2 separate regions of the Mus musculus genome follow, and region 2 is linked to region 1. A link is a contact called in public HiChIP or PLAC-seq data. All regions are on one chromosome and are shown on one strand. Each heading gives the region's core, a stretch centred on a gene start, on an enhancer-like site or on the middle of the called end of the contact. The rest is flanking DNA. Distances are from core to core; before and after follow the strand shown. Region 1 has its middle 22 kb from the start of Olfr1373. Region 2 has its middle 25 kb from the start of Gm51894.

Evidence for each region. HiChIP or PLAC-seq counts read pairs in DNA pulled down with a chosen protein or histone mark.
Region 2: an HNF4G HiChIP or PLAC-seq map of pancreatic cancer cells shows a contact between it and region 1. The contact joins two enhancer-like sites. A contact is called at or near these places in 1 of 15 datasets of contacts at CTCF or cohesin (stem cell-derived epiblast-like cells), 1 of 484 Hi-C or Micro-C datasets (nephron progenitors), 7 of 115 datasets of contacts at active chromatin or transcription factors (effector CD8 T cells, embryonic stem cells, epiblast stem cells and 2 more) and 1 of 9 other capture datasets (embryonic stem cells).

Annotation. Positions count from the first base shown.
Region 1 is chr11:52,164,097-52,171,781 of GRCm38.p6, reverse strand. No RefSeq gene overlaps it. Among named protein-coding and RNA genes, the nearest start is that of Olfr1373, 22 kb to the right of the region's middle. Within about 2 kb of position 3,726, at least 35 of the 459 cell types and tissues checked have an H3K27ac peak or open chromatin away from gene starts, as enhancers often do. A contact at or near this core is called in pancreatic cancer cells, where this site is marked.
Region 2 is chr11:52,329,860-52,337,544 of GRCm38.p6, reverse strand. No RefSeq gene overlaps it. Among named protein-coding and RNA genes, the nearest start is that of Gm51894, 25 kb to the left of the region's middle. Within about 2 kb of position 3,659, at least 145 of the 459 cell types and tissues checked have an H3K27ac peak or open chromatin away from gene starts, as enhancers often do. A contact at or near this core is called in pancreatic cancer cells, where this site is marked.

The DNA.
Region 1 (7,685 bases), core at 2,477-4,976:
ATTACAGGTGCCTGGGGTCTAAATGTAAAAGAGAAACTGAGAATTTGTCAATGACAAAGGTAGCAGATGTCTTTGTGATATCAAGCAGAAAAATATTTCTTTGATGAATATAAATGACACTAGCCAGAAGGAAAGTGGCTCACTCTTCTAAACCAATACATCTTTCCCTCCCCAGTGCAAAGATACTATTAGAGTGGGGCTGGAGGCATAGGGTGCACCTGCGGTCCCAGCTACTCTATTCAGGAGGCTGAGATAGGAGGACTGTTTGAGCCCAAGAGTTCGAGGGGAGCCTAGGCAACAGAGCAAGATTCTGTAGAAAAAAAAAGAGAGAGAGAGAATGATTGGGAGGGGGAATTTGGTAGCTCAGTGGCCATATGTATTTCCCAAAGATGGCATCTACAATACCCCTTACCCTACACATTTTTGCTTTGCCCTACCAAGAAGTAGGGGGATCTTCCTGTGCATGGGCTCTGTTTCTTCGAGACCATGCAATTCATTTAGGAGCAACCATTGTATTAGATTGTCACGGGGAAAGGTTCTGGGTGGATGTACCAACTAACAGCCTCAGCTGAGCTCCCAGGTGATCATCAGCTATCCCTGTAGCCTTCCCACCAGTGGTACCTTCAGACTACTGACAGCAACCCTGAAAATGTCCAATCAAACGTGACACAGAGATGCTTCTCGAAGCCTCCTGACTTACCAAACAAGAATAAAGTTAAGAGTTGCCATTTCACAGCTGGGTGTTAGCATGTGCCTTTAATCCCAGAATTCCGGAGGCAGAGTTAAGCTGATCTCTAATCTTGAGGCTAACTTGGTCTAGAAGGCTAGTTCCAGGACAAGCAGGGCTACACAAAGACACCCTGTCTCAAAAAACCAAGGAAAAAAAAGAAGAGTTGTCACTTCATGCCTCAAATTTTGGAGTAAATTATTACACAGCCACAGAAAACAACTGACCAAGGACTTACATACAGAATTTATTTTAAAAAAGAAAAGAAGGAAGAACCTCCTTGCAGATGGGGGGGGGAACACACAAGCACTAGAGCAAAAGACTTGAAATCCAAATGCCCAGTTATGTGCTCAGTTCAGCCATCAGAAGGGCCAAGATCAAAGACGCAAGTGATGGCACAAGCTGGCAAGGATGTGGAGCAAGGAAACCCTCCTCCATTGCTGGTGGGAGAGCAAACTTGTACATCCACTTTTGAAATCAATTTAGCAGTTTCTCAGAAAACTGGGAATAGTTCTACCTCAAGACATTCCTGGGCATAGACCCAAAAGATGCCCCACTATACCACAGAGACACTTGCTCAATTATATTCATAGTAGCTTTATTCGTAATAACCAGAAACCAGGAACAATCTAGATGTCCTTCAACTAAAGATAGATAAAATGTGGTACATCTACACAATGGAATACTATTCAGCTATTAAAAATCAAGGACATCATTAATTTTGCAGGCAAATATATGGAACTAGAGAATATCATCCTGAGTGAGGTAACCCAGAGACAGAAAGACATGTATGGTATGTACACACGTATAAGTGGACATTAGCCATAAAGTATAGGACAACCATGCTACAATCCACAGACCCAAAGAAACTGGGTAATAAGGAGGTCCCACAGGGGAATACACGAATCTCACCCAAAAGAGGAGACTAGTTATCAGAGGTGGGTGGAGAGAGGGAACTGGGTAGGACAGGAGGTGAGGAGGGGAACAGCAGTGTTAGTCAGGTGTGAGGGAGGGGTGGTCTGAGAGGGCTGGGAGTGGGATGGAAATCGGCAGAGGGAGGGGTATCTCTGGTGACCAGCTGGAGGCCAGGGATGGGAGAGGAGTCAGGGAGTCTATGGAGGTAACTCTAGCTGAAATCTCTACCAGAGGGGGCTATAGAGATTGAGGTGGCTACCTCCTATAGCCAGACAGGACTTCTAGAGGAGGGAGACAGACATCAATTCACCCACAAAATCTTCAATCCCAAATTTGTCTTGTCTACAAGATGTACAGAAATAAAAATGGAATAGAGACTGGGGGAGCAGCCAACCAATGACTACCCTAACTTGAGACCCATCCCATGTGAGAGAGCCAACCACTGACACTATTAATGATATTGTTACTCTTGCAAACAGGAACCTAGCATAACTGTCTCCTGAGAGGCTTCATCAAGCATCGGGCGGAGTCAGGTGCAGACACCCACAACCAAACATCAGGTGTAGCCTGGGGAGTCTTATGGAAGAGTCTGAAGATAGAAATGAGCAAGTCAGGGGGGTCAAGGACACCACAAGAAGACCCATAGAGTCAAGGGACATGGAAGCGCATAGAGCCTGGGCCACCAACTAGGGAGCATGTAGGAGCTCCCCCTACATATCTGTAGCAAATGTTCGGCTTGGTCTTCATGTGGGTCCCCTAACAAGTAGAACAGGGTCTGTCTCAAGTCTCTGTTTCCTGCCATTGGATCCCCTTCACCCTACCTGGACTTCCTGGTTGGGCCTCAGTGGAAGAGAATGTGCCTAGTCCTGCTGGAACTCGATGTCCCAGGGTGGGTGGTACCCAAGATGGGGGGGGGGGGAATCCCCCTTCTCTGAGAAGAAGGGGAGAAGACAATGGGAGGAGGGATTTGGAAGATGGGACTAGGAAGAGGGGAGGGGAGTGTTATAGGGATGCAAAGTGAATTAAAGATAAATATAAATAAATAGATAAATAAATAAGTAAAATATTCTTAGCCTCAGTGGCAGTTAGGGAAAAGCCAATTAACAACACCATAATGTGATTTCAGTACAAGCTAAAATGAAAAACTAGTTAGCGCTGTCTACAGATGTTAAAGACACGCATACCTAGGAGTTTCATTCCTGTTCTGTGGTTGAGAGGGTTGGCGACTATTTAAAAGGTCATCATCAACAACAGTCTGGCCTTGACTTTTGACAAGGATGAGTCCGGGCTGGTAGGTGGGGATCGTGGGAACAGTGGAAACGCAGTACATAAAAGCAGAAAAAGGTTGAAATCGTCACTGTCATTTGGGATATATTTTGAAATAGGAAAATTCTAGCAAAGGAACCACAAAGAGAAAGGAAGTCTGTGCGAGAGTGTTTACAAAAGTGTCACCTGATAAAAAAGACTTATGAATGAGCTCAGAGCAAAAGTATTTGGTGGGGAAGCTAAAGCGAAAGCCTTTCATGGTCGGAGGATGGTGAGAGGACATTGTTAATCCAAGTGCCGGCTCCATTCACACTATAGAGAGATCTGGCTTCTGCAGGGCGCTTGCTAAGATTTAATGTACTGCCGTTTTAATATTCGTTGCCGCTTTGCTTATGGATGGAAGGGAAATGCAGAAAACGATACTATGCGGTTTTGTTCATTCTCTGGCGCCACAACGCGCACGGGGGACAGTGCAGTCACCTGCACTCCTCGCCCACCCGCAGTGGCCCTGGAGTTTGTGCTTGTTGATGGCTGCTTTGGAACTGGAAGCCTTTAACGTACGCAAAGTGGGCGCTCTCCCTACCCAGGCTGGATTCTCCTGGGACAAGCTGGAAGGGACAGAGAGGGGCGAGGGGCGGGCTGAGGCTACGGTGACCCTCCTCCCCCGGAGCTCCGCCCCGGGCCGCCTCGGCTCCGCCCCCGGGCCGCTGACCGGTCCGCGCCCCGCCGGCGCCTCTGCGCGCGCTCTCACTCCCAGCCGGGAGCTGTGGCCGCGCAGGTCCCACCCGCGCCCAGGGGCCGGAGATGCAGCCGGGCGCTGCGCTGAACCTGCGCCTGTGGCTCTGCCTTGGACTCCTCCACAGCCCAACCTCCGCTCCCGGTTAACCACCCGGGGCCCGCTGCGCACCAGGGGCCTGTGGTGAGACCGCACCGACGGGGCGGGCGGAGGGACGGGGCAGTTTGGGAACCTAGGTGTGAGGACGCCCGCTGGAACCAGGGAAGTCATGGGAGCCGGGGGCTAGGGGCCCGGACCGCGGGGAGCAGGAAAGAATGGGTGAGGACTGCAGCCGGGTCACGAACAGTGTGGCGGAGCTATGACCAGGTTCCAGTCTTTTTGTTTTGTTTTGTTTTGTTTTGTTTTGTTTTGTTTTGTTTTGTTTTTCGAGACAGGGTTTCTCTGTGTAGCCCTGGCTGTCCTGGAACTCACTTTGTAGACCAGGCTGGCCTCGAACTCAGAAATCCGCCTGCCTCTGCTTCCCGAGTGCTGGGATTAAAGGCGTGCGCCACCACGCCCGGCTCAGGTCCCAGTCTTAAGTCTACGGTCCGGTCCGTAGTGAAATGCATCCTTAGCCTGGATTCTTCAGGTCCTTACTCAGTCCCCAGGAAGTCCAGGGCTCACTGCGTCTGGGTCCCGATCCTCCAACGTGAATCATTTCCCCATTGATCCACACCCGACCCCGCACTTGGGTGCGCACTTCCCGACGCCTTGTGTCTACACTGGAGATCGGTAACCTGAGGTCCCCCAGAGGGCGCTCCGGACGGGCGTCTACCTTCTCCTGGGCTAGGACTGAGGACTTGGGACACCCCACCCCGCACCCCACTGCAGGAACCTTACAAATGATCCTAGATTCAGGTTGAAACCTAAGCCGAATCTTGAGTCCCTAGTTTCAGACCGATCCACGTCGAGGTGAAGGGCCAGGGCGTCCCGGGATGAGGGGATCTCCGGATTAGAAAGGATAGAAGATTTGAATCATAAAGCAGAGGCTGCAAGGAGAGCCTTGGGAACAGGGAACGGAAGGTTCAAGTTTGTGTTGAGAGCTTGGCTCTGCGGTGCTAAAGAGTCTCTGGAAGCAGAGGAGCTGTGTGGAGGGGCCGGGAAGGAAGCACTGGGGATTAGGCGGGGGATGAGCCCGGCATCCGCTCAGGAGCCGCTGTCCCTGGAAACCCAAGGTGACTGGGTCATCACAGAGCCCCTGATGCTTGACGGAGACGTGCAGAAAGACCTCGGAGAGAGAAACCTGTATGTCTGTATGCCGTAGAAATTGACTTTGAATGTTTCATCTTTTATTCCCACAAGAGTATGAACTCTTTTTTATATAAGGGAGGACCTTTGGGACGTGTAACGGAGCCGGCAGGGAGGGAACTAATTAATGCAAGTTTTGATATTGGAGCCTCGCTCTCAGCTCGCACCCTGTAGCACCCTGTACGGTCAGACAGCGAAGCTGAGCGAGATGTGATTGAATCTGTGTAGACACTGAAGGATGACTGGCCCTTTGGCTGTTTCTTGCTCCACTGCCCCAACCCTGGATAACGCTTCTCGCCAGTGTTCAGGATATTTTTGTTAAGGGAGTGAATGTGTGGAAGAAGTAAACAGGGCTCTAGCTGGGCAAGATGGATGAGGAATGAGACTTCCTTGGGCCCAGGAGACCTCCCACATTCAGCCAAGAAAGGTATCTGAGGCTCCGGGAGGTTGCATTGGCTGGAATGTAAGCTGTGCAAATTCTTTCCCCTCCCCATTGCTAGAATCCTGGGGTGAGCGGTCTGAAAGGAAGACAGGTACATTGCAGAGATGCAAGGAGCAGCAGGCAGAGGTCCGTAGAAATGAAGGAAGGTGGGAGTGCTTCCTGAAGTAGGCACCCATGACCACATGGGCTGTGAAGAGGAGAGGAGATAGTTTGAAAGGGTGGCCTAGCATGGGTGGGGAATGTAGGGAGTGGGGCTGCCAATGTAAATAGACCAAGCCTCCCTGAGCCGTGTGCCTGGTCCCACTCACTCCTGGTGAAAACCGATCCAGGAGCTCCCAGCCTGGTGGGGGATGCTGTGGCAGGAACAAATCTCTAAGTGCAGAAGATGGGGTGAATAGCTCCGTGGTAGGGTATAGAAAGAAAAAAATCCCTAAGAGAAGGCAAACGGGAGTAGGAGACCTGTGTGAAGCCTGGGGACCCTAAATGAAGCCCTCAAGGGCAACAGACTCACACTTTAGTCTTAGCTGTGCCCCAAAGTCCTTAAGGTATGTCCTGAGATCTCCTTTCCCCACTGAGCACCAGTGTCCTGCGTGTGTTCAGGGGCAGGCAGGGAGGGAGGGGCTCCTTGGACTTGGGCTTGGCTTGGTGTCCTGATCTAGTTCTACAACCCAGCAGGATCCCTGTAGAAAAGGGCAGATGGCAGCTTTAATAAACTCTGTCTCAGGACTTTAGTCTGGAGGGAAGCTAGCAGGTGACACAGAGGGACTGCTGGCTTCATCTAATGATGGTCTGCCTTGCCATGGTCTACATCAAACGTGGCTGCCTATCTCTCTGATATTCCTGCTCTTAGGTATAATCCAGGTCCAAGACAGTGGGATCTACCTGTTTCTGTGGCCTTCTAGTCCTAGCTCAGAGCTCTGGGGACTGAAATGTAAATGTCTCTCAGAAGCAGTGTAGCAAAAGGGACCCTGATCCCTCATCAAAGCCAGGCCTGGAACAGTGTAGTGAAAAGTCTGGCAAACTTCCCAGCATGTCAGAGAAAGAGACTGTGACTCTGTGCAGCTACAGCCACACACACACATCACCTGCTCAGGATGGCAGGAAGGGCAGGGGCACAACCCCATCCTGCAGGGGTTTTCCAAGTGCCAGACTGAAGTGGCATTGGATTTCTGAAGCATGAGGATGAACGTGCTCAGAGACACCCAGCTACTGCCTGTAGGCTTCATAGGAAGCCAGTTGTCACCACCACGACCCTTTACTGCAGTTTCTCATGTTGTGGTGACCCCCCCACACACACCCCAACCATAAAATTATTTTAGTTGCTATTTCATAGCTGTAATTTGTTACTGTTGTGAATTGTAATGTAAATATCTGATATGCAGATGGTCTTAGGAGCCCCCCCCCCCAAGGGGTCACAACCCACAGGTTGAGAACCACTGGTATAGCGACTTCTGGAAGGAGACTGCAGAATGTCAGTGAAGGGTATTCTGAGCAGGGTGAGGAGCACTTCACATGATACCCAGAGACAGGAATGCCAGACAGAGACAGGTGAATGGTCAGATGAGGCTAGCTAGATCTTGGGGGTGGTTGGCTAGGGAGTGACGGAAGAGCTGGCAGGAATGACATAGATGACTGTCCAGGCGAAGCAGGGACCTACAAGTGAATTGGACATTGGGAAGTAGGAAGAGGGAGGCTGTGCCCCAGGACTCTGGCTGAAGCAAACGGGTGGGTGATAAGATCATCCGCCTGGGGAGGACCCCAGGAAGAGGAGCTAGTGTGGAGAAGCAAGGTCTCCAGGTGTTACTATCAAGTGGACTTTCTTGAAGATTCCAGTTCATGCAACCAGATCAGATAAGGAAGGAATGAAATGGGGAAACTGGAGGGCAACCACAGAGGAGGGAAGGAAGAAAGTTCTCTGCGTCTAGTTTAAGGTTTGGTGTTTTCCTCTGCCGCTCTGTTGTCTCTCCGCCGGGGCTTGGCTTTCACCCCACAGCTTTTGGGAAGTTCCTGGGAGTGAAAGGCAGTGGGGAGATGTCCCCAAAGATCCTCTTGCACTCTGTCCGGACATCTCTGATAGAGAATCAGCCAGCATGTCCCAGCCGGAGCCAGGGATTGCTGAGTTTCGGTCCCTTTCAGACACTGGCTTCCTCTGGGATCTCAGTTTTCTGGTCACACTAAGGGGACACGTCTGGGAACAGGAAGGTGCCTGTTTGGCATTCATTGCTGGAGGAGGTTCAGAGGCTCAGGCTTAGAGCTCATGCCCTGCCCCACTGGGCGGTGCCAATAGCAGTCACGCCCCCTGCCCTTGCGCC
Region 2 (7,685 bases), core at 2,410-4,909, 170 kb before region 1:
TGAGTAGTTAAGGGGCTACCAACTGTTACTTGTCTCACATTCTATCATACCCACTCTAATTATCTTCTCCTCCTCCTCCTCCTCCTTCATTATTACTATCTTTGTTGTTATTGAGACAGGCTCAATCTCACTATGTAGCTGTTTTGGAATTCACTAATATAGAACAGGTTGTCCTTGAATTCACAGAGACCTACCTGCTTCTCCCTCCCAAGTATACTGGGATTAAGGGTATGCCCTACCATGCCTAGCCTTTAATATATATATATAAATTTGTGGGTGTTCTGTGAGAGTTGCGTGTGCACATATAACCATGTAACCACAACCACAGGTTCCCATGGAAGGTAGAAGAGGGTATCAGAACCCTCCTGGAACTGGTATATAAGCAGTTGTGAGCCACCTGACTTGAGTGCTAGGAACTGAACTCCAGTCCTCTGAAAGGGCAGCAAGTGCTACCGTGCCTTTTCCAGCCTCTGGCTGATGTAATAATTAGAATCTGACTTCCTTGAGATGAGCCTCAACTCCTGTGTATTCATATAGTCATTCATATTCCTCTCTCTCTCTCTCTCTCTCTCCTCTCTCTCTCTCTCTCTCTCTCTCATGTGTGTGTGTGTCCTCTAGTTTTTAAGGCTAGGATCTCGTGCAGCCCCAGGTGGTCTGGAATTTGCTATCTAGCTGAGGAGAGTCTTGAACTCCTGATCCTCCTCCCGCAACCTTCCCAGCACAGTGCTGGGACCCTGGGCACCACTCCCAACCTCCTCTCTCTTAACGAGACAGGGTCTCGCTATGCAGCTGACGCTGACTTGAACTTTTGATCCTCTCAATAAAGCAAGTGGACTCATTCTAAAAATAAAAATCACACTGGGTGTGGTGGCGCACACCTTTAAGTCCAGTGCTCAGCAGGAGGCAAACAGGTTGATAGATTTCTGTGTGTTTGAAGCCATCCCGGTCTACATAGTGAGCTCCTGAACACAGGAGACACAGTAAAACCCTGGCTCAAACCTAAATAAATAAAAATTAGGGCTGGCAAGATGAATCCAGTAAAAAAGCACTTCCTGTCCAGGCCAGACAACCTGAGTCCAATCCCCCAAACCTATGTGAAGGCAGAGAATTATTAACTCCACGACATTGCTCCTTGACACATTCTACGGCATGACTGCATACGCAAACTTGCACTCTCGCGCATGTACACACACTAAATACATACATATACACATAAATACAATTAAATTAGGAAACAGGCTGCACCGCACAGTACGAAGCTCCCTACACCCTTTTCAACACTGAATAGCATTTGCTCTTTATTTACATTCTGCTGCCAGTCTGAGAGGCAGAAAAACAAGTGGGAGGAAGGAAAAGAAGCAGGTGTTCTTCTCGGTCTGATGTCTGGGCTCGTGCTCTGCCAGGCTGAATGCAGGAGGGCCCAGGTTTACTGCGAATCCCCGGCTGGTGAGTCATAAGCAGTCTTGGGCAGCCTAGTATAGCAGCAGATTGTATACAGTATGTTCCAGACACAGTGGGGTGGAAGAGGGAAGGAACTTCCATTCCCAGGGGTTAGCAGGAAATCAGGGTTCGCTCTTGGGTCAGACTCAGCCATAAAAGAACTTAAGAACCAACTCTAAGGGAATCCCATCTCATTTCAGTTTAGAAGAAAAGTTCCAAAGCAGGTAAGCGATGAACCTCGTGGGCTGCATAGGGGAAGGAGGTGGCGAAGAAAGAGAGTCTGCCATTGCTTTGAGTTTGGCTAGCATGGAGTCAGCCACACTGCAGAGAAAGAGCCAAGGGTAGGGAAGGGGACTTAGAGAAAGAGTGAAGTTAAATGCTTATGGACAGCAAACTTAGGAAAGAGAGAAAGTTCACTTTCCCGAGCTTCAGGAAATCCAGCCAACTTACCAAGTCAGCTGTGTGGCTGCAGCTCAGCAAATGCACACAGAGGCAGGAATTGTGGGAAACAGAAGTGTGTTATCTCGGGGCCAGAGAGATGGGTCAGTAGTTAAAAGCCCTGGCTGTTCTTCTATAGGACTAGAGTTTGGCTCCCGTCACCCAGGTCGGGTAGCTCATAAGAGCTATAAACAACAGCTCCAGGGCATCTGGCGCCCTCTCCTGGCCTCTTCAGGTACAGCATGCACACACACACACACACACACACACACACACACACAAATAATAGGAGTGAAAACTGTAAACAGTACATTATCTCATTGAAGGATAATTAATTGTTCTTCCTATCTCTTTAGTGTGGCCAGGGTAAATCCACACTCCTAAAGGGTAGCCCCATCTTCCAGAGGGGTGGCCCTTTAGCCAATGACTAATCTGTTGAAGTAAATGTAAAAAAAAACGAGTAAAAAACCCAGTAAAAAAAAAAAAAAAGTAAAAAACCCAGGCCAGAGCTTTCATTGTCTTGACCATAAGGGAAAAGAATTCCTTTAATGCAGAGGTTCTCAAACCTCCCATGCTGCGACCCTTTAATGCAGTTCCTCATGTTGTGGTGACCTCCAACAGTAAAATTATTTCATTGCTACTTCATAACTGTCATTTTGTTACTATTATGAATCGTAATGTGAATATCTGTGCTTCCCAATGGTCTTAGGTGACCTCTCTCAAAGGGGTCATGACCCACCGGCTGAAAAACACTGCTTTAATGTGTCTTCAGTGTTGTGGTAAATATTATTTGGGGGCTCCTACCCCGTCTTAGATCATTTAGTTCCCAAATAAAAGACACAAACCTTTATATTTATAATAAGCCTTAAAGCACCAGAGCTGGGCAGACGTCAGCTCTCTGTGCTATTATTTTGGCTGCTTTTCTGTCAATAACCCTGAGATATCGCTCGTCATGTTCCTCCTGGGCCGCTCCTACTCCAACTGTCCCGGCCCTCATGTCCACGTGCTCATGACCCGCCTACCTATCCCACGATGACTTCCTTCTTCTCCAGTGTCCTTTTCTCTCTCTCCTCATGGTCTCTCCCTGAGACTCTAAGCCTGGGACCCTTCAGCCCTGCCTACCTCTTTTCCGCCCAGCTATAAGCTGTAGGCATCTTTATTAACCAATCATGGATAACTTGGGGGGGGGCAAGGTTTACACAACAAAAGCTGGTATACATGAAGATCTGCTTGTCTTGGAGCAACCTGATCTTGGGGTACAGAATTTAGCATTTGAATGAAGGCAGCATGAGACCAACCCATGACACTTCTTTTTTAAAGATTTATTTACTTATTTATTATATGTTAGTATACTGTAGCTGTCTTCAGACACTCCAGAAGAGGGAGTCAGATCTCCTTACGGATGGTTGTGAGCCACCATGTGGTTGCTGGGATTTGAACTAAGGACTTTCAGAAGATCACGCTGAGCCATCTCACCAGCCCCCTCCCCCCGTGACACTTTTTTATGATTATAATACAAGCCGATGGGTGTCAAGGCCTTCGTGAGCCTTCCTGAGATGAAAGCTTTCATACCTGACACAGCACCAATGTTTTGGGTTTCAATAACCTCTGACTGGTATCCAAGCCCCAGAGACAGTCCTGCCTCTCACCTTCGCCCTTCTCAAGGGCTAAACTAGCTGTCCTTAGCAACTCCTGGTGGACCTTACTACTCCCGATGCCCATGAGGAGGCTGCGGGCACAGACCAGCCTGGTGAGTCAGTGCTTCCGGGCACTGAGCTTGCCAACACCTAGTCGGCGACAGGCCATGAGTCACAAATTATAGGCCTTCCACATGAGCAGGCGGTGCCAGCCTGTGAGGCGGCAACGCTGGCAGGGAACTCCGGAGCTTTAGGCTTGGGGCCATGGGAAAAGAATGGTCCAGACAGGCCTGCACACTGTAGGGCCCTCTTATGGCTTCTCTCCCACCAGCCGCCAGGCTGTAGTGCCAACGCCTAGGCTTGGACATGCTCTGACACAGGACTTCCTCGGCCTCAGACCAGAAGGAAACTGGCTTTACTGGGAGCCTAGTGAAATTTCAAAGCCAGAGTCTTCCCACTTCAGCTAAGGAGATTGCAGTGACAGAATGCTTTGTGCTGCAGTGGGTGGCCTCTTGGGGTGCTGCTTCTTTGCCCCCCAAGATATTCCAGGACGTGGAACTGCCTTGTTTAAGAGCACGAGGTCAGAGGCCAATGTACCACCTCTGAGGCCAAACAGACATGGTACCACAGGCCTTCTGAGCTCTCGCATATGCTTAGCCAAGGCATCAAGGGCTTCTAGAATGTTCAGAGAACTCTCACACTGATAAAACGAAGCCAACTGCATTCTACCCCCAACAAAGTTCCTTTAAGCTCAGGACCACAGCTTCATAACAGCAAATTTACACACTCCCTAAATGTGATGTCACATCAGGTTCTTCTTTTTGTTAGAAATGTTTGATTGTGTGGCTGAAGTGGATGCGGAGAGGCACACTCAGGAAGGAATGAGGGCCAGAGCTCAGCTTGGGCAGAGGACCAGGGAGACTGTGTGTCTCCTTGGGATGCCTCCTCCTGACCCCGGCAAGGCCTGCACTGCTGCACAGAGGGCCTCTCACCCAGGGTTCTGCTAGTGATGATTTGTTTACACTCTGGGCTGGGAGCCTTAGCAACCGCAGGGAACAGCCAAACACAGACTAATGAGCATGCCTCAGGTACAACCAAGCAGGACTAATGAGAGCCCGGCCCTGTACCTCCGCAGCGGAACGCTCAATGCCATGTCTTAGAAACCAATAGAGAGATATGAACATAATGATCACAGGGTCACCACTGAGCCGCAGCTGACCCGGGGCTTCCGTGCCAGGATGCTCAGTTCACATTATCCCAGAGCAACCCAACCGCTCTCCCGGTTGGCACAGTGCCTGGCATCGGGAAGATCCTCGGGAAACACAGGACTAAATGCACTGAGGTCGGTGCACCCAGGAAACCAGAAAGCCACTCTCCCAGTCAAAGTATCTGACACCTTCTCCCTCCCCCTCCCCTCCCCTCCACTTCCCTTCCCCTTTTTGATTTGTTTCTTGAGACAAGCTCTCACTTTGCAGCCCAGGAACTCCTTATGTAGCTCAGGCTCACCTCCAACTCAGGGTGATCCCCGTGCTGGGATTACAGATGTGTGAGCCAGGAACCCGCAGTAATCCTCCTGCCTTAGCCTCCCAAGTGCTGGGATTATAGGCACAAGCCACCACACCCGGATGTTTCCTCTCAGTGCGGGAAGGCATGCGACACCATGCAACTTGGAAGACAAAGGATGAGTTTGTGATGTCCCTTCCCTCCATCCTTTTTAAAAAATCGGTTCCGGGGCTTGAACTCCAGTCTCCAGGCTTGAATAACAAGCACCTTTACCTGCTGAGCCTCTCACTGGGACCGTGCATCTTTCTCTTATATTATTTAGTTCATTTGTTCACTTTTTGTTAATTGTTCTCACTCTCTCTCTCTCAGCAACAATAACAACAAAAACAAGTGCTGTTGACTACTGAGCCAATTCTCTAGCCATTCCCCCCACTCTGGTTGTGTGTGTGTGTGTGTGTGTGTGTGTGTGTCTGTGTGTTTGGTTGTTTTTAAGATGGGGTCTCACTATGTAGACCAGGCTGGCCTTGAACTCACAGAAATTCATCTGTGAATTCCTCTGCCTCCAAGTTCTAAATTAAAGGAATGTTCCACCAGAACCAGCTAGAATTTTTTTTACATATTTTATGTGTATAAGTGTTTACCTGTATGTATGTATGTATGCATGCATGTATGCATGTGTATGTGTGTACACTGTGCACATGCCCAGTGGCTATGGACCGGGACAGAAGAGGGCATTAGGCTCACTGGAACTGGAGTTACAGATGGTTGTGAGCCTCTCTATAGGTGCTGAGAATTGAATCTGGTCCTTTGCAAGAACAACAAGTACCCTTAACCTCTGAGCTGTCTCTCCAGCCTGTGACAACCACCATCTTGAAGCCATCTTGCCAGCTCTGGACTCTCTGCTTGCATTTTAACAGTTTTCTCTCTTGGTATCATCCAAAGCAATATGGATTTTCTTGCTAATTTGGTTGTCTTAGTTAGGGTTTCCGTTGCTGTGAAGAGACACCATGGCCAAGGCTACTCTTATAAAGGAAAGCATTTCTTTGGGGGCTGGCTTACAGTTTCAGAGGTTCAGTCCATAATTCATGGCCCATTTTGTGAGCCCCAAAAGACCACCAAGGAGCCGACTCTGATGCAATATACACAGGGGTCTTTATTCAAGCTCAAGCTTGGGCCACACCATTGTCACTGATACGGCAGGACGGGGGGTGGGGGGGAGTAAACCCTCGAGTCCAGTTTCAAGCAAGCATTTATAGAGGCAAGCAAGCAGGCAAGGAGGTATCCAGCATGACACACATCTGGTTATGTGTGGCGGGGTACTATGGAATTTGTTGCCCTTTGAAATGATTGGCTGGTGTTAGGAGCCAAACCATAAACTTTCATAGGTAAAGATCTTTAGGTACAACTTCTGCATTGCTCCTGATTGGTGCTTGTTAGGGAGTGACCTGGAGACCAGTGCTAGGTGCAGGCCTGGTGGTTAACTTGAGTTCAGTCTTAGGTCAGGTTCTCTAAGATGGAGCCTGAACCCAAGATGGAGTTGGTCTGGTCTCTCAGCTGAAAGCATGGCAGTGCGAAGGCAGACACAGTGCTGGAGGAGCCGAGAAATCTACATCTTTATCCGCAGGAAGAAGGGGACTGTGTGACCAGGCATAGTTTGAGCTTATATGAGACTTCAACGCCCACCTCCGCAGTGACACACTTCCTCCAACAAGGCCACACCCACTCCAGCAAGGCCACACCTCCTAATAGTGCTGCTCCCTATAGGCCAAGCATTCAAACACATGAGTCTATAGGGGCCATACCTATTCAAACTACCACATTTGGTAATTTGGTTAATAGTCTAATAAGCCCTCCCACCTACTCCTCTGTGTTTGGGATTGAGACATGGTCACTTTGCACAACCCTGGCTGGAATTCAGTCTGTAGACCAGGCAGCCCTTGAACTCAGAGACCTGCCTGCCTCTGCCTCCTAAGTGTTGGGATTAAAGTCTTGTACTACCAGGGCTGGCTAGAATGTTACCCCATTATCTAATCCTATGCACAATTTTTTCTACACTGATTCGGTGACTTGCTTTGGCCCAGAACTGTTATAATTTGCCAATCAGACATTAACAACCATGATGCCAACAAAGACTTGCAAAAGCAGCCATTTATGGCATTTGCCCTGCTCAGTGACCTGTGGGGAATCCTACAAACATAAGGGTCTGCAATGACCTAATGGAACTGTGACTCAATGCAATTGCCAGGTGCATGAGGGAAGACCACCCTACAGGACGGCTGCCCTTGCAGGGACCCCAGCAGAGACCAGCAGCCAAGCTATTCAAAAGTGCCCTTCTGAGCTGCCAGCCAGAGTCCAAAGCATGAGGAATGGTGTTGGGCGTGGTTTGTTAACCATCAATAGATAACTGATACAAATGGTTAGAACTATTCTGTTTTCTTGTATATTCTTTTTAAATTTTATTTTTATTTATGTGTCTCTCTCTGTTTGTATGTGTGTGTGTATATGTCTCTGTGTGTGTCTCTGTGTATATGTGTGTGTGTCTCTGTGTCTATGTGTGTATATGTGTGTATGTGTCTGTGTGTCTGTGTATCTGTATGTTTGTCTGTGTGTTTGTGTGTGTGTCCTCATAGAGGCCTGAGGAGGGAGAAGAGGCTCAGATCCTCCATA